Regions from separate parts of the Mus musculus genome. Here region 2 is linked to region 1. Evidence: chromatin contacts called from public HiChIP or PLAC-seq data. All regions are on one chromosome and are shown on one strand. Each heading gives the region's core, a stretch centred on a gene start, on an enhancer-like site or on the middle of the called end of the contact. The rest is flanking DNA. Distances are from core to core; before and after follow the strand shown.

Region 1 (7,488 bases), core at 1,481-3,980:
TTTTCTCTCTTTCTCTTCCAGGAAGCCTCTGGGATTTCCAGGTTGCTTCCTAGTTGCTTTTCTCTCATGGTCCCATAAATGGTCTTCAAGTTTCCATCTGACTCCATTTCCAAATGCTTTTTATCAACAAGACTAAGAACCAGCAAACGGGGCCCAGGTCCCATGAGTAACTCAAGGATGAAAGGTAGATGCTAAATGCTAATTATGATCATTAAGTATTATACACGTGTCTTTAATTATCACACTACATTCCATTAATTTGTAGGACATTGCATTAAACAGTTAGGTAAAATTAAACAGTAAATGGCATGCAATTCAAGAATAACCACAAGAGGGAGCGCTCATATCGTTTATGAATTCAGAAAAGCAGTGCAGGTAAAATAAGAACCAGGCTTTTCTGTAAATGGACCAACCATTCTGTGGCTTCTCCATTGGGGACCTTGTGTTCAGTCCAATGGTTGGCTGAGAACATCCACCTCTGTATTTATCAGGCACTGGCAGAGCCTCTCAGGAGACAGCTATATCAGGCTCCTGTCAGTAAGCACTTGTTGGCATCCACAATATTGTCTGGGTTTGGTAACTGCATATAGGATGGCCTTTCCTTGTTTTGTTTTGTTTCTTGTTCTTCTAGTATAGAATAGAATTTATTCAGGTTATGAGGAGGGGAGTTAAGAGAGTAGTAGAGACAGAGAAAGACAGAGAGAAGGAGAGAGTGGAGAGCAGAGGCCAGCCCTGACCACATGGAGAGAGGGGTGAAGGGAATGGGGAGATAGAGGGGAAAAGGGGGCAAGAGACAAGAATGAGGCAAGAGTATAAGAGCAAATTCATTATTTTTAATAGCTGAGTAGTACTCCGTTGTGTAAATGTACCACATGTTCTGTATACATTCCTCTGCTGAGGGACATCTGGGTTCTTTCCAGCTTCTGGCTATTATAAATAAGGCTTCTATGAACATAGTGGAGCATGTGTCCTTATTACCAGTTGGAGCATCTTCTTGGCATATTCCCAGGAGTGGTATTGCTGGATCTTCCTGTAGAACTATGTACAATTTTCTGAGGAGCCACCAAACTGATTTCCAGAGAGTGGTGTTACCAGCTTGCAATCCCACCAGCAATGGAGGAGTGTTCCTCTTTCTCCACATCCTCACCAGCATCTGCTGTCACCTGAGTTTTTGATCTTAGCCATTCTGACTGGAATCTCAGGGATGTTTTGATTTGCATTTCCCTGATGACTAAGGATGTTGAACATTTCTTTAGTGGCTTCTCAGCCATTTGATATTCCTCAGTTGAGAATTTTTTGTTTAGCTCTGTACCCCATTTTTAAAAATAGGGTTATTTGGTTCTCTGGAGTCTAACTTCTTGAGTGAGTTCTTTGTATATATTGGATATATTCTGAGGAGCCACCAAACTGATTTCCAGAGAGTGGTGTTACCAGCTTGCAATCCCACCAGCAATGGATGTAGGGTTAGTAAAGATCTTTTCCCAATCTGTTGGTTGCAATTTTGTCTTATTGACAGATCATTTGCTGAGCTTGCAGCCCCATTGGAAGAACAATATGAACCAACCAGTACCCCCAGAGCTCCCAGGGACTAAACAACCAACCAGAGTATACATGGAGGGACCCATGACTCCAGCTGCATATGTAGCAGAGGATGGCCTTGTTGGACATCAGTGGGAGGAGAGGCTCTTGGTCCTGAGAAGGCTGGATGCCCCAGTGTAGGGGAATGCCAGGACAGGGAAGCAGGAGTGGCTGGGTTGGTGAGCAGGGGAAGCGGGGATGGGATAGGGGATTTTCAGAGGGGAAACCAGGAATGGGGATAACATTTGAAATGTAAATAAAGAAAATATCTAATAAATAATAATTTTTTTTAAATGGACCAACCAGTGAGAGGTCAGTTCTGCCTGTTAATATTGGACATACAGTTACTTATTATTAACATTGACACAAGAGAATCTGCACACGTCTGCACACGTGCTCAGTCCAACCATTACCACAAAACCCCATAAACTTCCCAGGCCCCTACCTCTGCTCAGATCCATTAAGTCCAGAAAGTTGCCCAAACAGAGGGTAAGCTCTGCTTTCCCCTTGCTCACCCTACAGCAGGAGTAGAAAGAAAGGCCACAGGGGTGGGTGGGGGGTGGGGGTGGGGTGAATGGGATTCTGACCCAGCTTCCAGTGAGAATTCTGGAGAGAAAAGCTCTTGACTGAAGAACAGACCGTAAAGAGCTGTTATCAAAAGAAACCACGACTCCTTAATTACTGTAGCAGGTACTTCAAGGTAAGTAAGTTTAAACAAAAGCTACCCCATTTCTGCCCTCTTTGTTTGAACTTAGTAGTGTGTGGATTTGTGTGAGTGTGTTTTCTTCCTTTGTCTCAACTTCCTACCTACCAACTGGAGCTGGAAAGACAGAGAAACACTGCTGAATTTCTTTCGATCTGATCTGTCCAAGTCAGAGTATCTTCTAGCTCACTCCACATTCCTCTTGCTTATCCTCTTACCAGTATTTTGAACAGTCCTTTAAAATGTGATAGACAAAACTAAAGAATCTCTGCTCTCAGGCGTGTGGGTCCCTCTCGGCACCTGGCTGGAACTCACTAAGGGCAGCTGGTGATGGGGCCCTAGAAAAGATGTGGGAACAATGCTACTTTGCCTGACACTCAGGAGCCACCCATCCTCCCACATCCAAGTTGCAGTCTCTGCCTGTAACAGGAGAGGAACCAGGTGCAGGGTGGCCACAGAAGCTTCCTGCTCTGCAGCATTTCGACAATGCAGAAGTAGAGTAGGAAGAGCTGACTCAAGGCATCCCAAATGTCTGTCTACCTTTGTAAAAAGAACCAAAATCCGAGAGCCTTTGCCTGCCTAAGATGTTGGCCTGGCTGCTGTTTCCTCTGAGAACCTGATCCTAATCTGGTCCAGGTATGTATTTTTTTTTAAAAGAGAGATGCCACTGCATTAAAAGAAAGATATATATTTATATCAATCACAAGGAAACTGATCACAAAAGCAAAAAAAAAGTAAACGGGCACAGGAAATGTACATGACCAGAGATGGTGACCCGAAACAATGAGACGAAACACCTAAAGACACAATTTAATAAACTGACACTTGGGCTGGAGAGAGGGTTCAGTGGTTATGAGCCCTGACTGCTCTTCCAGAGGTCTTGAGTCCAATTCCCAGCAACCACATGGTGGCTCCCAACCATATGTAATGGGATCTGATGCCCTCTTCTGTTGTGTCTGAAGATAGCTCCAGTGTACTCACGAGAGAGAGAGAGAGAGAGAGAGAGAGAGAGAGAGAGAGAGAGAGCGAGAGAGGACAGACACTCAAATTAATCACCAGGAATGTAAATGTGTAGATTTCATTGCTTTGTAAGGAGGTGTTTGGGGTAGATGTATCACCCACAGCACTGGTTAACTCCTACATATACACGTTTGGCTGATTGCAATTTTGCAAAGCATACCTGTACACTACATTGCATGTCACAAGAATCAATTTCAGAACACAAAGGTGGATAAAGGTTGTTGGGAGTTTTTGTGCCTCCATTCTCAGAATGATGTAACCAGTGAATTAAGACTATAGTCTCATAAAGTTTCACACTACATATGATCTTCGTGTATCCAAATTATTCATTTTGTTTCTACTGCTCATGCTGTTAATATTCAACATGTCTTAGGAAATCCTTTGGAAAAGTATGACCCAGGTATAAGTAAAGGAAATAGTGCAAAATATTTTAATTATTTCAATTGGTTTTAATTTTTGGCATAAGAGTCTACACAGAATTATATAACCCTTTAAATTACTTTTTGCATGTATTGATTTATATCCATTATAGGCATGACATAGACTCATTTTCCTTCTATACCATTTTGCATGTGCCCTTATGTATGTAGTATATACACTCTTGGGGAACATGGAGAACAGGATGTATGTGAAGACCAGAGGAAGACATCAAATGACCTGCCCCATCATTTTTCACCTTATTTCCTAGACACAGATCACAGGATCTCTCACTGAAACTAGAACTACATTGGAAGTCAGTAAGTCCCAGCAATTGTTCTCCCTCAAATTCGCATGGCACTAGGGTTAAAAGCAAATGAATGACCACATCTTGCTTTTTACAGGAGTGATGGGAGTTGAACTCTGGTCCCCATGTTTATGTAAAAAGGTTCTATGCCCCAGTATAGGGGAATGCCAGGACCAGGAAGTGGGAGTGGGTGGGTTGGGGAGCAGGGGTAGGGGGTAGGAGATTTTTGGAGAGGAAACTAGGAAAGGGAATAACATTTGAAATGTAAATAAAGAAAATATCTAATTATAAATATTTTTTTAAAAAAGAAGAGATCTTCTTACTTTCTGAGTCAACTGCCTAGATCCCTTGACTAATCTTCTCTAATCATTTTTTTTCAATAGCTAGGCCAAGGGTTGTTATTATTCAACAATCAGCAGCAGGACTACGAATATTATATGGTTGAATGTTTGCCTAACACCCTCAAGGCAAATGGTTCAATTTTTAGCACTGAAAAAAGTGTTTGTTATTTTTCTTGATAGAATCTTTATGAAAAATTCTTTGAATTTCTATCGCAAATTATAGAAGTTACTTATAGACATACTTCCTTTCTATTTTAATTACAAGACACAGTATAGGCCTGCAAACCAGTAATGCAGAAAAGAAACAAATGGTTGCTATTTCACTGAGAAAAACACAATTAGTCTCCCTCATTTCCCTAGAAAAACCTGCCAGAAGTTGCCCATTTCCACCCACTCTGCAACCAACACAGCCAGCATCTGGTACAGAACTTTGACTTATTTTCTTCCCACTGAAACCTGGTAGCCATATACAAAGTCTAATAGCTGACTAACAATTTAGACGGTGTTTCTGAACTCTAAGCCATGCTAAGTGTTGTGGTTATAGCATAGTATGTAAGGCACACAATGGACACTGTGACAGGGTCTCAGAAGCTAAGTCCTAGCAGATTTCACTGCTTTAGTAGTCCTTTATCTTCTGGCATGCATGCACTTTACCAGTTGCTTTCAGTACATCATATCCAATTCGCTTAATTCCATCAATATTGACGGCCAGTGTGACATTCTATGCTATGAAATAATCACTGCTTTGGAACTGTTGTTATTAGATAACAAATAATTGTTTGCTATGGGGGCATTTCCTATGCATTGCCTCATGTTAAGACATGTCACTGTACCCTACTCTAGAAAGAAACTGCAGAAGAGTCTTTCCATTCTCTAGTAGCTGTAATAAAAATATTTGCATGCATGACTAATTGTCTACAACAGTGTTACAGCAAAGATCATGAGAATTTACATAATACTGAGATAGTATGCTGGTCAATGGGCAGATCCCTAAAGACCCAAGTTTAATCACAAGAAGCGATGAAGTAGGAGAGAAATGACTTCTGCAAACTATTCTCGGGCCTCCACATGCTTGCAATGCTGTGCGCACACACATGCCCATACCACCTGTCATGGTTTGTATATTCTTGGACCAGGGAGTGGCACCATTCGTAGGTATGGCCTTGTTGGAATAGGTGTGACCTGGTTGGAGTAGGTGTGTCACTGTGGGTATGGGCTTAAGACCCTCATCCTAGTTGCCTGGAAGTCAGTCTTTCACTAGCAGCCTTTGGATGAAGATGTAGAACTCTTAGCTCTGCCTGTGTCATGCCTGCCTGGATACTGCCATGCTCCCACCTTGATGATAATGGACTGAACCTCTGAACCTATAAGCCAGCCTCAAGTAAATGTTGTTCTTTATAAGAGTTGCCTTAGTCATGGTGTCTGTTCACAGCAGTAAAACCCTAAGACACCACCACACACTCAAAATAAATAATAAAATAGAGCATAAGTTTTTAGGAACAAAAGACTTTGTCTTAAATACGTAATAATGTTGTGATTGTATGGCCCTACAGAACAGCAAACCTTCCCTGTCTTTGTAAGTAACAAAGAACTGTATCCCATGTGTAAGAGAACACCAAAGTATTAAAGAACAGATACCAAATCTGGAGTTGGAGCTGCAACAAGTACCACCTCCTGCTAGTGCTTGCAATGACTGACAGTTGTTCTTGAGTGAATTTGCACTGGACAAACACGTATCAATGAGGAATAATATTTTAGTAATCACTCCTAAGTCCTCCAGACCTTTGATGACATTGTGGAGTTATCCACTCTCCAGGATATATAGCCTGAATGTACAAAGCCTGAATATTTCTACTCCCTTGCTAGCAGTTTCAATATAAATAAATAAATAAATAGGTGATATCTGAACTCCCTGGCATGGGTTAGGGAGACTACACATAGTCTACAATCCTACTCTGCCTTCACCACCGATAATGACTCTGGGCCAATAAACCCACTTATGCTTTTGATGTAATAAAATGTTAAGAACTTGTGTTATATTTGAAATGTAAATAAATAAAATAGCCTATAAAAATGTATGGTTAAAAAAGAATTTGTGTTATACAAAAGATTCAGATTTGTCTTTTTCGTGAGAGTTACAGTTTTCTTCAGCTTAGATCCTCAGTGCACCCCTTGAAACCCACTTGGGAAAGGGGGCCAGTTTCACTTCTGAAGGTGGACGTTATTTTGAATCTTAGATCAGAGCGGGCAGTGAGAGAACATTTCAAACAATGAGCATTCATTAGATCTTCTGTGAATTTATTGTTGCAAAAGCAAAATTTACTCTAAAAATACATTTTAAAGTAAGACTTAATAGCAACGGCCTTCTGTGTTAGTTCTATTAATTAGACTTTATAAGGCCATGTACACCTTAACCCCTTTAACCCCTGAGAAACAGCCATTATGACTTCTGCATGGCTGAAAGACTGACCCAAAAATAATGGAAATGATGCAAAATAAAAGCCTAATAATTCATAAAATTGGATGACCTGAATATTATAAAAGTGTGTTAAGAGCTGATAGAAATGCAAAATGGTGAGAATGTCAAAATGAGCAGAGAGACAAAAAATGTAATTATATAAACTATCCCAATACATGACAAATATAGCAATAAACAAGACCAGTCTCTTTCTCGGCCCAGTAAACTCACCTTCTAGCAAAGGCAAGGTTAGACTTTAGCAAAGGGAACACTCCAGAGCTTTTCTCCATTGGGAATTCAGTACTGCCAAAGTCCAAACACCCGCAGCCACAAAGGCCTGAGAATACAAACAATTACCCCATTCCATCGCCTGCACTGCTTTTCTAAGTAGGAGTTGATGGAAACACAACATGCCCATTTCTTTAATATGTTACGAGGCCTGCTTTCTTGGGGCAACCACAGTGTTAAGCAACTGTAACAGACTGAATAGAACTAAGGCTGAAACTATTTATTACCTTGAAGTTTATAGACAACATTGGCTGACACCTCACCTCTTACACTACAGGATGGCTGTTCACTGTGTCTCTTTGTCTCCCCAGTGCTGGTAAGTGTTCCTATAGGTAGGAAAAGTAACTTTGTTTTGATGTTTATTATAAGACAATTA
Region 2 (7,488 bases), core at 3,000-5,499, 810 kb after region 1:
AATAGAAAGACACAGACCTGGTTAAATCCTCAGTCTAAATTTAAAAGCAGAGGAGCCTTACAGCAATTACCACACAGCACGGAGTTGATGAAGGAGTCAACACTCCATGGTTTCATAATGAGCAAAAGTGTAGTGACTGATTTATCCCTGGTTTACACTGTGGAGTCAAAAATAGAGCAGATCCCACAGCCAAGTGCAGGGGCATCCTCCTGGTCCTCCTTCTCACTCCTGACATTGCTGCTTGTGTGTAACTGAGCACCATCCAGCCACAGGCACCAGGAAGACCCAGGTCATCACATAGTGAAAAAGGAGACAGAAGGAAGACAGCAGACAGGAGACAGCAGAGCCAAGAAACAGTGTAGCTGTACACCTCCTAAAACACTGCCCGGACAGCAATCTACTGCAAAGTTATAGGAAAGCTTTCCCTACCATCTCCTAAAATAAAAATTAAAAGCTGTAATAAAGTCATCCCAAAACACAACTTTCAAATAAAGCTATCTAACTTTAAAATCTGGAACTCCCTAACAATATTGTTTTATCCTAGCATTTGAAGACTTAAGACAGTGAATGGGAAAGACCGATGTCCAATTCTTTGGACAGAAAGAAAAAAAATTACGTAGGAAAACATACTAAGGTGAATGGAACTAAAGCTTTAAGATACAATGTTTCCAAAACAGAGAGCTGAAACAAACAGCTCCATGGCATTACTCTGTAAATAATGTGGACAGGAAACTTAAACACTGCCAAGGGCAGCTAACTGTGTCTGGACAGGCAAGCCACAGGTAAGGAAGGGAAGACATCTAACAGAGACTGCAAGGAGACTCTACAAGTAGAAAAGTTTAAAGCATAAACTGGTAAGTGATATATAGCATTACAGTTAATAAACTCCTTCTAAAATAGTATCTCATTCATGTATTCCCTGGCATAATTATCTGTGGAGCCTCTTGAATGCTCAAGTATCTTTGGATGACAAACATGTTGTTACCTTATCCCAATGTATAAAACAGCAAAGAGATGTGAGGTTTGGAACAGAAAATAAATCTTCCTACTTCTGTACTTTGGGAGGCACATCCACCAAGCCATTGGCTCCATGGTGTATCCAGCTATTCAACACTCTCTCTCAGTGTGGAAAAGCAGGGGGGCAGGTTTAAAGGCCTACCACCATGTCAGATGAAATCCTCCAACGTGGAACAGCAAACTGGAACACCATATGACACCAGTTTTCTGTTTTCCCACAAAACAAAGAACGCCTCACATGGAAATTTTCAGTTCTAAACAAACTCTTTCCTCTTAAATACCTAAATCTGTGTATTTCAGGCATCACCCCAGATCCACTAATTTAAAAATAGAAAAATACCAAATTTTATCACTATATAAGTGGCTATATAAGCATATATAGGGGGCAGGGGCCACAGGCAAGGGAAATTCCATTTCAACTGGTGAAAATGTTTTGTAATCAAAATATTTTCTGCTCTCAAAGGCTATTCTAAAATAAATAAATGAGGGACTAACGCATTCCTCAAGTAGAAAAACACTGAACAGAACTAAAACGGTTCAGCGGCCAGACAGATTAGAACACCGAATGGAAAACAAAATGCTTTGCTGAACCCATGCGCTCTCACCATGGTGACCACTTGCAACCTTCTTACCTTTCTGCGGCTTGTAAAAAAACCAAATCACTAAGGGCTTGGAAAAGCAGTTATCACGTGTAGTGTGACTTTTTAAAAACCTCCTTTGACCTTACCAACAAACCGCCAACCTTCCCAGCATGGTAAGGCAACCCATAATTGGTTCAGAAAGACACAAGTGTGTGTGTTCCTCTTTCTAGTATCAGTTCCCTTAATAGCAGGACCCTTAAAGAGCCCAGCATTCACTTGGTTTCCATCTCTGCTAATTAAAATCAAGCCCACGTTACTATATCACATTCAGCTTCACTCCAAACATGTCTGACAACAGCTGAAACCACAAAGTCTACTCGCAGTCTTTATAAGAAACCTGCCTCTTCTGGAAACCTAACCACGAAGACACGGGTATCTTTGGTGGTGATTCACCTTCCGGAAGGAAAGCTAAAAACTGAGTATCCACTGGGAAAATAACTGAGGCCTCAAATCAGGAAACAAAAACTTAAACGGTGTTTAGAAACTAATGTCCTCATCACACCCATTACTTTTTAAGACAAAGTGTTAAGTTTCTCTTCGAAACTATGGTAATACATAGATGGAAGCTAATCGGCTGTTAGTACTGTCAGTGATCCCTCACACCTGGGAGACTTGGTGCTAACAGTTCTATCTACAACTAAACATCAAAACACATTTTATGCACCAAGTCTTACCAAAGTTGAGTAGTCTCGGTGCTCATGAACGCTAACATGTCATCCTGTCCGTTTTGTTTTTAATCCAAGGTCTCATAATAAAAACACCCAAATCATTAAAATAACCCACGCATACACTGTAGCCCAAAGCTTCTGGGAGAATAACCACATATGGAACTAATTGGGAAAATAAATTTTGTGAAAGAGTCGTTTCCAATCCTTAGTGTCTAGCTTGTTGCACTACAGTAAAAGACCCCGGCACCTGAAATTATATAGTGGCATTTCGAGGAAAAACAACATAAAGTAAAGTTTAGAAACCTCGGAGATCTTGTGCGACTTCTGCTCTTTCAGCTAGGAGCCTCTAATAGGGTACAGTGTTGCTGTGTCCATAATTACTCCTCTTGGAAGGATGAAAAAGTTCAGCGCCAGTGTCTCCCAGTGTTTCCAGCCCCACTTACACACACACACACACACACACACACACACACAGAGAGAGAGAGAGAGAGAGAGAGAGAGAGAGAGAGAGAGAGAGAGAGAGAGAGAGAACACAAAACAAAAACAAAACCCTGGTTCTGAAGAAATCCTCAGCCCACTCTAAGCAAAGCGGCGTGGGCAGAGAGCCCGGGAGTCTCTAGCGAGCCAGACACTTGCCAGGGGGAAAGCACGCGGCTGTCCTTCCCTTCGCGAACTGGGTTCCTTCCTGGCCGAGATTTGCAGATTCCACCACTAGAGCGACTTTGGCAGCTTCACAATGGGCCGCTTCTCAAGGTCTGAGCGCCGGCCGCTGCCAGGCGCCCTTTCCTAGGCTTCCCACCCGCCCCAAAGTCCACCAGCGACAGGTGGGGCGAGGGTGGCGGTGCCCGAGACATCTGCCGCCTTAGTTTCTGGCCAGCGCCCGGCCGCGATTCCCCAGTCCACAGGCGCTCCTCCGCCACCGCCGGTCCGTCTGTCCGTCACCAGCCGCCGCACCGGCCTCGGCCTCGCCCGCGGGGTGCAGCGCGCACTGGTGGCCGAGATAAGGTCGCCAGGGGCTGTCTCCCGCCGCTATCTGTAGCCCGCAGCCGCGGCTTGTACACCGTTGGGGCCAGAGGCGCGGCAAGCCGGGCGAGCGTTACTTCTCAATGGGCCTCCGCCGGGCCTGCCGCCTGGCGCTGCGGGTAGGGCGAGCCGCCTAGCTGGCGCGCGCCGACGCGCTCAGACTTCCGCACCTTGGCACCGCGGGAGCGTCGCTCCGGGTCGCAGAGTCCCCGCACCGCATGTCGGCGGCGAGCGCACGCCCGCCCGCCCGCCGGTCCGTCCGCTCGCTCGCTCGCTCGCCGCGCGCGCACGGGGCGCACGCCCCCGCACACTCACCCGCGCCGCACACTCCCGCGTCGCCGGCCCCACCCCTGTGCCAGGAAGCTGCGGGCTCTCGCACCCCGCTCGGGCCCCACCCCAGGCTCCAGTCCCCCCACCACCACGCCAGCCATTCGCACCAAGGCTCAGGGACCAGCGCCGCTCGCAGCCCCGGTGTCACCGAGCCATCAGCCATCGCGGAGGCCGGCGCGGCCCGGGGCTTCCCTGCGCTGCGCACACACCGCGCGCCCGGCCGGGACACGAGGCGAGGAGGAAGGGGCGGCGCCGTGCCTGGGGCTGGCACAGTGGCTCGCTGACTGGGGCACCCACACTCACGCGCGTACCCCACCCATCCCCGCCACCACCTCTGCAGCACAAAAGGTTGCAGGAGGAGTGGCGCTCCCCGTCCAACGTACCGGTCGTCCAGGGTTCCGCCGGTTCCTCTATGGCCGGCAGCCGCAGACCCCGAAGCCAAGGGCGGGCGAGGCGCGGGGCTGCGGCGCCGAGGTGTGGGCAGAGGCCGCCAGCGGAGCCAGCCGGGTACCCGCTGCTCTCCCACCGCGCTCGGCGCCAGCTACGGCCCGCCGTAGTCCCGCCTCCTCCCCCGCCTCCGCCCGCCTTCCCGCCTCCTCCCGCGGGCTGCGGAGGCGAGGCCGGGAAGCGCAGAGCCCGCCTCCTGCGCCAGGCTCGCACGCTCGGCTGGGCGGGCGGCTGGGCCGGCGGCGTGAGAGCGCAGAACCGGAGGCTGTTGCGGGGACGGGAGGCGGCGGCGTGATGCCACACTGCTCCCGGACCAAAGTCCGCCGCACCCTCCGGGGAGCCGCAGCTCACAGGCCTGACAATGCGGGCCGCTCCCACAGAGCGGTGTGCTAAACTCTGTGGGGATGGCTGTGATTTTTGAGTTTCTGCTGATCAGAAGTTGAGAAGAGCAGAAGCCCATGAAGTTAAAATTATACTATAATAATAAATAATAATAATAATAAATGTCAACAACTAAATATGGGGGCGGGGTGAAGACTAAATTCTGAGTCACTTGTTTCTCTTCTCTTTTCCTTTCTAGCTTCCTTCCTGTTCTGTCTTTACAAGGTCTCACTCTGTACCCAAGGCCGGACTTAAGCTCCGGAGAACCGTTCTGCCTTAGTCTCCAGAGCGCTGGGATTACAGGGATGAGGTGCCATCCCAACAAGATTTTCTTTTCTCAGTCCATATGCCACTCCCCTGCCGAAGTGGTCAATGCAGCATTACAAATATTTGCTGATATTTATTTAGCTCTAGGTGCCAACCCTTTTGACGCACATTCCCAAGTTTGCAGCTCTCAACTGTGCTAGTCCACATTTTTAAGACAGAAAACATGAGTTACATCCTTGAAGTCACAGACCTTTCATATAGCTGAGCTGTTTGTGTATTTATAAATTTAAATTCAGGTTCCTGCATTGTGTGGCCTTTTAAACGGTGCTTTATCTGAACATAAAGTCATACATTTCATCTAGACTAATACAAACTTAAAGCAAATAGTTCATGTTCCAGAGTCTATATATGTCCCCCAAATTACCAAGGTTAATAAATACACTCTGGCTCCAAGATGTGGCTTCTGGTTTCTCTGCAACTGAAGGACACTTACTCAATTGCTTCTCATATGCTCTGATGTAAGTATCAGAAAAAGGAAGGAAGAGGCCAGATTCATGAATGTTCTCAGTTACTCTTCCCCAACATGATATTCATGTAACTTATCAAATATAGATAGACCCTAGTACACTGTACAGGTATTGAATGCTCAAGTGATTAAATTTTGTTTTATATTTATTTGTTCAGTTGTTTTGTGCCCCCCCCTCCCCGCCCCACCACCATGGGTACCTTAGTAGAAGATGCTCCAAGTATTTTCAGATTTGAACATTTATCACAGCAGTGTATTCTGATGTTCGTTCTTATAAAACTACCTCGGAAACATTACAAATTATTTCAAGAAGCTTAGTTTCATTTTGTCTGAACTCATAATTTTTTTAAGAGAACACCTTGTAACTTGGCCTTTGTTCTGAAATTTTAGCAATGTTCTTTGGCCAGAAGCAATAAAGTTCCGACTAGTCTCTCCGTTCATTAGGCTGAAAGCTAGCCTTGTCTCCAGCTGTCTCCCACTCTAGGTTCCCACCTCTGAGACTCTTCATCCAATCAAAAGTTAGGTTAGTTCTCCAGTGTCACAATGAATACCTAAACTAATTCACTAGGCCAGCATGGTTTTATATGTGGTTCATGATGGTTATGTCTAGAGACTATCATATTTAGAATATGTGGGGCCGCTCAGGATGGTAGCTGTGTGCCTATGAAAGAAGAAAGCAAGATGGAAACACTTTGCGAGCTTTCTGGATGTTCCATTAAGAAAAAGTTAATCCAGGAAGGAAGGAAGGAAGGAAGGGAGGGAGGGAGGGAGGGAGGGAGGGAGGGAGGGAGGGAGGGAGGGAGGAGAGAGAGAGAGAGAGAGAGAGAGAGAGAGAGAGAGAGAGAGAGGAAAGAAGAAAGAAGAAAGAAAGAAAGAAAGAAAGAAAGAAAGAAAGAAAGAAAGAAAGAAAGAAAGAAAGAAAAGAGAGAGAGAAAGAAAAGGAAAAAAGGGGGAGAGAGAGCAAGAGAGAGGACAGACAAACATGCTTGAAAAAGAGTGGCCCCAAATGTTAACTTGAACTTCTAATCCACAAGGCCTTTCAGAACCTAGAGCTCAGGTGCTCTATCTCAAATGTCACCTCTGTGGTTATATCTTGGCCTTGAAATATCCTTCCTCCCCCCCCACCCCCCCAAAAAAATAAAATCACTTCTCAAATGTCACTTGTCTGGGAAGAATTATTCATTGATGGATTACCACTTAGCAAACAGCCAGATTGAAAGAACAGGATAAGTGAACTTAAAAAAAAAAAAAAGATCACACCTGAAACTACAATGGTAGGTATGCAAGAAATAACACATCGACTTTTTTAAAAAAACAGAAAACCAAAAACCTTGTTTCCAGCAGGGTGCCATAAAAAAGTACAGGCCATGGCTATGTCTACCAACACCTTAACTGAATGCAGCAGAGATCTCAGATGCCAAGTAGAGGTCTCCCACAGTGAAGGGGCTGAGATACCACTCCACAGTCCCTACCTGGAAAATGAAGGTGGAGGCTCCTGGGATCAGGGGGCAAAACCAGTCTTGTGGAAGCAGGCTCCACGGCAGCAGAAGATAACTGCAGAGGAGGCATCTGTGGCAAGGAGAAAGGGAAGTGTACCACAGAATCTGCTCTCCTCCTGCCCCGATGCTCACAGGCATCCCTTATCAATCACTCATTTCCCTGGTCCTTTCCAGAACTGCCACTTACAGCCATGTATCACAGTGTGCATGTCCATAAATGGGATGGCCCTGCCTTAAATATATGATCCCTTCCTTTCAGGTCCTTTCCACTCTTCATTTCTTTGTTTAGTTTGTTGTTGTTGTTGTTGTTGTTGTTGTTGTTGTTGTTGTTGTTGTTGTTGTTTGAGACAGGGTCTCTTTATTTAGTCCTGGCTGGCCTGGAGCTCGTTATGTAGAACAGGCTGCCTTCCAACTAGCTTACAGAGACCCTTTTGTCTCTGCCTCCCAACTGCTGAGATTAAAGATGTGTGCCACCGTGCCTGGCTCTTTCCTTCTCTTCACTACTTAAAGCCAAAGCAATATTGAGATGTGGGGCCATTTTGCTGAGCATTTCACATCCTCAGTAATTCATCTTTAGGACCCTGAGGTGTCCTTAGAGCTGGGCCTCAGGCTGCAGCATCCCGGAACTGCTGCTCTCATGTCCTCCATTCCAGCTACAGGGAAACCTCTCAGGAAAGACCTTCTTCTTC

What was found. HiChIP or PLAC-seq counts read pairs in DNA pulled down with a chosen protein or histone mark.
Region 2: an H3K4me3 HiChIP or PLAC-seq map of embryonic stem cells shows a contact between it and region 1, with 7 times the contacts expected there. The contact joins the promoter of Macir here to the enhancer-like site in region 1. A contact is called at or near these places in 5 of 39 promoter capture datasets (cranial neural crest, frontonasal cranial neural crest, hippocampal neurons and 2 more), 1 of 484 Hi-C or Micro-C datasets (immediate neuronal precursor) and 4 of 115 datasets of contacts at active chromatin or transcription factors (embryonic stem cells, forebrain, large pre-B cells and 1 more).

The regions. Positions count from the first base shown.
Region 1 is chr1:96,846,576-96,854,063 of GRCm38.p6, forward strand. All of the region lies in intron 2 of Slco4c1 (solute carrier organic anion transporter family, member 4C1), which reads right to left. Among named protein-coding and RNA genes, the nearest start is that of Panct2, 21 kb to the right of the region's middle. Within about 2 kb of position 2,731, at least 7 of the 459 cell types and tissues checked have an H3K27ac peak or open chromatin away from gene starts, as enhancers often do. A contact at or near this core is called in embryonic stem cells, where this site is marked.
Region 2 is chr1:97,657,769-97,665,256 of GRCm38.p6, forward strand. Macir (macrophage immunometabolism regulator) reads right to left here and starts at 4,250. Exons shown (of 3, transcript NM_133825.3): 1 at 4,063-4,250.